Linked DNA regions of Zea mays: region 1 is linked to region 2. Evidence: chromatin contacts called from public Hi-C data. All regions are on one chromosome and are shown on one strand. The core of a region is the stretch at or near the end of the contact, and the rest is flanking DNA. Distances in the headings are between cores, read along the strand shown. Region 1 holds the start of LOC103638383 (serine/threonine-protein kinase BLUS1). Region 2 holds the start of LOC103638381 (formate dehydrogenase 1, mitochondrial).

Region 1 (3,199 bases), core at 84-2,583, 230 kb after region 2:
AGCCTGGCAGAAGGACAGCTGTCGGGGCTGTCGAGTCCTTGCTGACGTCCTCTTGCTTCCGTAAGGGGGCTGAGAGCCGCCGTCGTCATAGAGCGTGCGGGGCGCCATCATTACTTGTCTGGCAAAGCGAGCCAGATGAGACACCGGTCTTGTTCCCCGTAGCCTGAGTCAGCTTGGGGTAGGGTAATGATGGCGCCTCCTGTTGACGTGGTCGGTCTGTTGTGCCCTAGGTTGGGCGATGTGGAGGCTCCTCCGAGGTCGAGGTCGAGTCTGTCTTCCGAGGCCGAGGTCGAGTCCGAGCCCCTGGGTCGAGCGAGGCAGAGACCGTCGGCTGAGGCCAGGGCTGAGTCCGAGCCCTGGGGTCGGGCGAAGCGGAGTTCGTCATCTTCCGGGGCCGAGCCCGAGTCCGAGCCCTAGGGTCGGGCGAAGCGGAGTTCGTCGTCTTCCGGGGCTGAGCCCGAGTCCGAGCCCTAGGGTCGGGCGAATCGGAGTTCGTCGTCTTCTGGGGCTGAGCCCGAGTCCGAGCCCTGGGGTCGGGCGAAGCGGAGTTTCCTATGGCGCCTGAGGCCGGGCCTGACTGCTGTCAGCCTCACTCTGTCGAGTGGCACAGCAGTCGGAGCGGCGCAGGCGGCGCTGTCCTCTTGTCAGACCGGTGATTTGGTCGGTTGGCGTGGCGATTTGGCCAAGGTTGCTTCTTGGTAAAGACTAGGCCTTGAGCGAGCCGAAGGTGTGTCCGTTGCTGGAGGGGGGCCTCGGGCGAGAAGTAGATCCTCCGGGGTCGGCTGCCCTTGCCCGAGGCTGGGCTCGGACGAGGCGTGATCGAGTCCCTCGAATGGACCGATCTTTGACTTAGTCGCACCCATCAGGCCTTTGCAGCTTTGTGCTGATGGGGTTACTAGCTGAGATTTAGGAGTCTTGAGTGTACCCCTAATTATGGTCCCCGACACAGTTTGATTTTTTTTGTTAGAGAGAGACTACTTTAATTTTAATTTTTTTTATAGGGAGGGTGCTTTTTAATTTTTAATTTATTTTTTGTTAGGAGGATCTATCGTATTTGTCTGGACCCTCGTGTCGCGTATCGTACAACCGTTGCACTATATTTTGTATAGTGTCACAACCAACATACATTGTACTAGTCATTATTTTACAAGCTACTTAACTATATAATTAAATTTTAAACGTACTAATGAAAGTTCCTAAAATGCAATATACCGCTAACGCATAACTTAAGGCATCTAACATATATTGAATTATATATATATGATGATCTGTCAAAAAAATGTTAGAAAGAAAAAAAAGATAGTATATACTTTTATTTGGTTGCCCATAATTCAGCACAAACCAAGTTCCACGAGACCCACACGTTTCTTTACCCTAACCTTTTCAATGCTCCAGCGAAGGAACAGTCGCCGCCATTTCTTCCCATCTCCATCTTCCTCGCAGCTTCGACGCTCCATCTTCCGCTCCCTCCCTTACCCGCGGTCGGCACGCAGGCGACGCCGGCGGCGCTCAGGCTCGGGCTCTCATCTACTGCGTCAGCAGCTTCCCCTCCCGCATCTCGCCAGTCGCCTCGCGCTCTCACCTCCGGTCTTCCGCACACTGGCCGGTGACCCTGCGTGCGTGCCTCTCTCTGTCCTCCCGCCTCCGGTGGATCCTCAACGGCGCCCGGCCCCGGCGGCTGTGCCGCGCGCAGCCTGAGGCAGCGGGAGCCAGCAGCCGCTGCTCCACCAAGGCGGTCGCGCTGCTTTGGGATCGCTTATGCCCCAAAGCGAAGCGTTACCGTCCTCTTAGCGCTTCAGCGCATTGAAGCGTGCGCTTAGTGCCGCTTTTTGGAACCCTGATGCTTTCATATTCCCTGCTTTGCAGCTTATAATATTCTGCCACATCACTCTGGGTGAAGCAAGATTGGGTAGCTTTCCGGTGCCTACTTCATTCTTGAGTTTGTCAATATAAGCCACTGAAGCCAAGGATGCATGAAAATTAACCCAATGAAATAAATGCTCCTACATGAGTCCAAGCATTTACCTATCAAACTTGATAATGCTGGATGCTATTCTCAGGCAGACCTATATGGTGATCTTGCCATTTATTGTCGTGTTTCTATGTTATGGAAATTTTAAGAGCGCTGATGTTACCTGTAGTGCTCTTTAAATTTGGAACTTGGAACATGGAGCATGTGCTGATTAGTAGAAGGTTTCCAACTGATCCTGCTCTCTAAATTTGGAACATGGAGCATGTGCTGAGTAGTAGAAGGTTTCCAACTGATCCCAATGAGTATAAGTTATATGAGGAAATTGGAGATGGTGTTAGTGCCACAGTATACCGAGCTCTTTGTGTCCCACTTGACATCTTGGTTGCCATCAAAGTGCTTGACCTTGAGAAATGTAACAATGACCTGGTAAGTTGTGTTCTATGGCAAATTTCATTGATTCAGTTATTCACATTTCAATGCAACATTTTTTTGGAGAAAAAGATGTAAATTCTTGTTTCTCTACCATAGATTGAGAAGTAGACTAACCAAAAGGGCAATTTTGCCACCGTAAGTCTCTTTTTCGTTCTTACTGAGTATTGATGATTTGTTTTATCATATGGATAGGCTTAGATAACACGTGTCAATGTTCGTTGTTTGTACAGAGATTCTAAAATTTGCAGTAGGTTAGAAGACACATATTACGGTTTTCAAATAGACTATAAGCTTTGTATAAGAAACTTGGTTTTGTTATCAAAGCGACGTTCGTTAAGGTTCTTAAGCTGGTGTTTGCATAAAATCCCAGCTTATGCAAATTGGAGTTTGCATGAATATGTGTGATGGATTGAGTGTTATTAATTGAAGGGAGCAATAATAGTAGATATCTCATGGGTGGAAGAATTGATTGTTATAATGTAGTGTTAGGAAGCTAAAAGAACATTTTCATAATAATGGAGTGTTAGAGCTTGTCCATGCATTTCACTACATGCATCTTATACCTTGTATATACCAGCAGTCGCTGAAAGCATGTTCATATTTCTTGAAGTGTGTTGTTGAAAGTTGACCTCTAAGGCTGTACAATTGTTTCTGCCTTAATAATTTTAAGGCGAACTTCTTGGTGATACTACATAAATATGGGTTTGATAATAAAAATATAAGTGGCTGAAATGTGGGATCCTCACTTCGAAAGCTATTTTCCAATTTTGCATGTGTTCGGTGTTAGTAAGATAA
Region 2 (2,941 bases), core at 319-2,818:
TTACCAGCAACGGTCTATGTGAGTTTAGAAATACTCCCAACGTACAAAAAAAAGATCTTACAGGTTTATTCAAAAAATAAACTGTTGTAGTTTTAAGTAAATTTATAGAAAAAGTGTATCAGTAATATAGTTTCACCGTATATTTATATGATGTCACAAATACTACTTCTTTTCTACAAACTTAGTAAAACTTATGGTGTGACTTACTAAATTTATAGATTATAATGTCTTTCTTTTTGGGACAGAGAGAGTATTTCAGTGTTCTAAAATCATGATGGTAGGCTTGATAGCTTTTATGTTTCAGTAAATGCTTAGGCCACCCTGAACAATAAAAGCCAGTTACTAGCTCAAAGACAACCTTCCCAATGGTGTTAACTTTTAGCAATAGCTCTGCTCATAATGCGATTAGGTCCATATGACAACCTCTCGTAATCTTGAAATGTGTATAAGACTAGCTCTTGATCAAGAGACATATTTTCCTTCTCTTCTATTAGAATATGAAATAAAACGATTAACGCTATCTCATAAGTCATTACTGGAACCACCCTAACTTAAATGAGAAGTACTGAAATCTTTGTTTGGGTGTGGGTGTTGGGGGGGGGGGGGGGGGGGGGGGGGGGGGTTGCCTGGGCTACTGACCACAGTTGGGGCCTTCCTTGTCATCGGTGACAATGTACTGATGGCCCTGCGACTCGAGCCAGCCGCGGATGCCGAGTGCACCCTCGACGCAGCCGACGAAGTTGGGGTTCTTGTCGGCATACTCCCCGGCCTTGTAGAACACCCCGACTATCTTCTTGCTGCCTGTAGACGTCTGCAGAACAAAGGAAGAATTCAATTAATGAGAATGCATCTTCAAAGTTTGTGTCATAGATAGATCGGATTGCTCCGCATCTGGAATTCAGGCACAAGCAATACATCTTGTGTGAACTAAACTCTACTAAATTTCACCAAAGAGGAAAAAAACATACACAAGGGAAAGAAAATCCTGAAAAGCAGCATAGCCAACAATGTAAGGACTGAAAATTCGCCGTCCGGCCCCCGCAGCTAAGAATATCAAGCGGAAATTTGCCGATAAACTCGGCGCAGTAGCCGCGATGAATCAACGAGCACGCGACAAATTCGCAGCTAAAGCAGAAACAGGGTAACCATCGGATCAAAACGAAGACGACGAGAAAGGTAGGGTAGGGAGGATTGGATTACGTGCGCGGCCCTTGAGCCGAGCGCCCGGTCGACCAGCTGCCTAGCGGCGGCCCTCCACATCGCCATGAACCGCGAAGCCAAAGGAGGATCAGGGAGAAGGAACCGCGCGGCGAGGAAGCGCAGGAGTGAGTGGGGAGGAAGAGGAACAGAACTACAGTCTACAGCTACAGAAGTGGGCGGCGAGTCGACTGCGGGCACGACCGATAAAAAGACTCCCAACGGGACCCTGACGTGTGAGCCCCGCCAATCGTCACGGGGGAGTGGGGGCCAGGTCACCGTGGTCCACGTTTGGGGTGAGGGAGAGTTGGTGCACATCCCGGCAGCCGACGTGCAGACACCCAGCCGAACATGCTCCGCTCAATGACATCTGGGTCCCATATTTCCTGGGTCCACTTGTCTTTGTCGGTGCACGTAACTTAGCCGATGGCTTTCCAGATGATCATCGTCACAGGGAAGAAGGAAACGGACCGAAGCAGCGTGAATGGGCGCTGCGATCGGTAGTTGGCAAATGGCACCGCATGAAGCAGGCCGTCCGTGTGACATTTCTTTCTCTTGCTTTACGTACCGCAGAATTAGGGTATATTTAGACTAAACTTTAGTACTAAATGGTAAGACAAAAGTGTACGTGTCGACTTGACAGAAGGCAAAAGTTCAAGTATGACGCACAAATGAACACAAGTCAGCGTGAACAGTACATGTTAATGTTCATTTATTTATAGGCACGGGACGCAGCCCGGTCGAAATTACATTCATACCCTCAACAAATAGCTATAAACATGACACAAACTATCATGGACTGATCGATCTTTTTCTCTTTAGGTCGGTTCCATTTTCTGCTGCTGAGCCGAAGCTTCCCTGCGCGTAGCTTCGGAACTGATTCAACCTTCGTCCCGACCATGCTTTTCATATTGTGTTCAGCTTCACTCTGAGTCCGAAGGTTACTGTACATATATTATACTTGGGAAACATTGTTAATCGTGTTTTTGAGGACCTTCGGAAGACGAAGGCTCCCAACATTAGCCCCTCGCAGTATTATTTTGTTATAACAACGAATTCAGACTGCGACATGAACGAAGGCCTTAAGCCGAAGGACCGAAAAAACATCTTCCCTTTGCTAGAATAGCAACAGTCAATGACAGACAGGGCCCGCCAAGTTGCAAAACGCGAGGCATATAAATAGGAACCCACACCGGCAGCATTGATACGCCATTTCTGCCATTTGTGTTATTTTCTCAAACTTTTAGCTCTTGTTCACTAGCTCTCGCTTGATTTTCAAGCTTTTTGAGCTTCGGCTTAAAGACGCGTTTGCTCCAAATTTGAAAAGAAGAAGATGAGTGGAGAGAAGAAACAACCGAGGAGACGAAGCTGTATGAAGAGAAAAAAGTTGCAGATCCTTTCATTGCTGGATTTTATGAGTCCATGGCAAAAACAAATACACAGAAAATTACTAAGGAGATCATGGAGGGTTTATCCGAAGATTCTGATGACAGTGATAGTTATGACATTGAAAGCGGGGATGAAGACTCTGAGGATCGGCCGTGGCGCCCAAGCCATACTATCTTCGGAAAATCGACTATCAAGCAAAGTCATATTGATGCCATGAGGGGGAGATATTTTCGCGACATGTCTATTGTCAGAGTTGGAGGAGACAGTACTGCCCCTGCCCTGGAGGAAAACGAAGTTGTTATATACCGAAGCTTCTTGAAGGCAGGTCTTCGGTTCCCGCTGAGTAAATTTGTGG

The links. Hi-C and Micro-C count contacts between places; a contact is called where the count stands out from the background.
Region 1: a contact with region 2 is called in a Hi-C map of ear, with 4 times the contacts expected there. The contact joins the promoter of LOC103638383 here to the promoter of LOC103638381 in region 2. A contact is called at or near these places in 5 of 25 Hi-C or Micro-C datasets (bundle sheath, ear, endosperm and 2 more).

The regions. Positions count from the first base shown.
Region 1 is chr9:52,470,448-52,473,646 of Zm-B73-REFERENCE-NAM-5.0, forward strand. It overlaps LOC103638383 (serine/threonine-protein kinase BLUS1), which reads left to right and starts at 1,334. Exons shown (of 22, transcript XM_035962542.1): 1 at 1,334-1,616; 2 at 1,867-2,398. The coding sequence starts at 2,228.
Region 2 is chr9:52,243,043-52,245,983 of Zm-B73-REFERENCE-NAM-5.0, forward strand. LOC103638381 (formate dehydrogenase 1, mitochondrial) reads right to left here and starts at 1,569. Exons shown (of 6, transcript XM_008661313.3): 1 at 1,201-1,569; 2 at 640-811. The coding sequence starts at 1,515.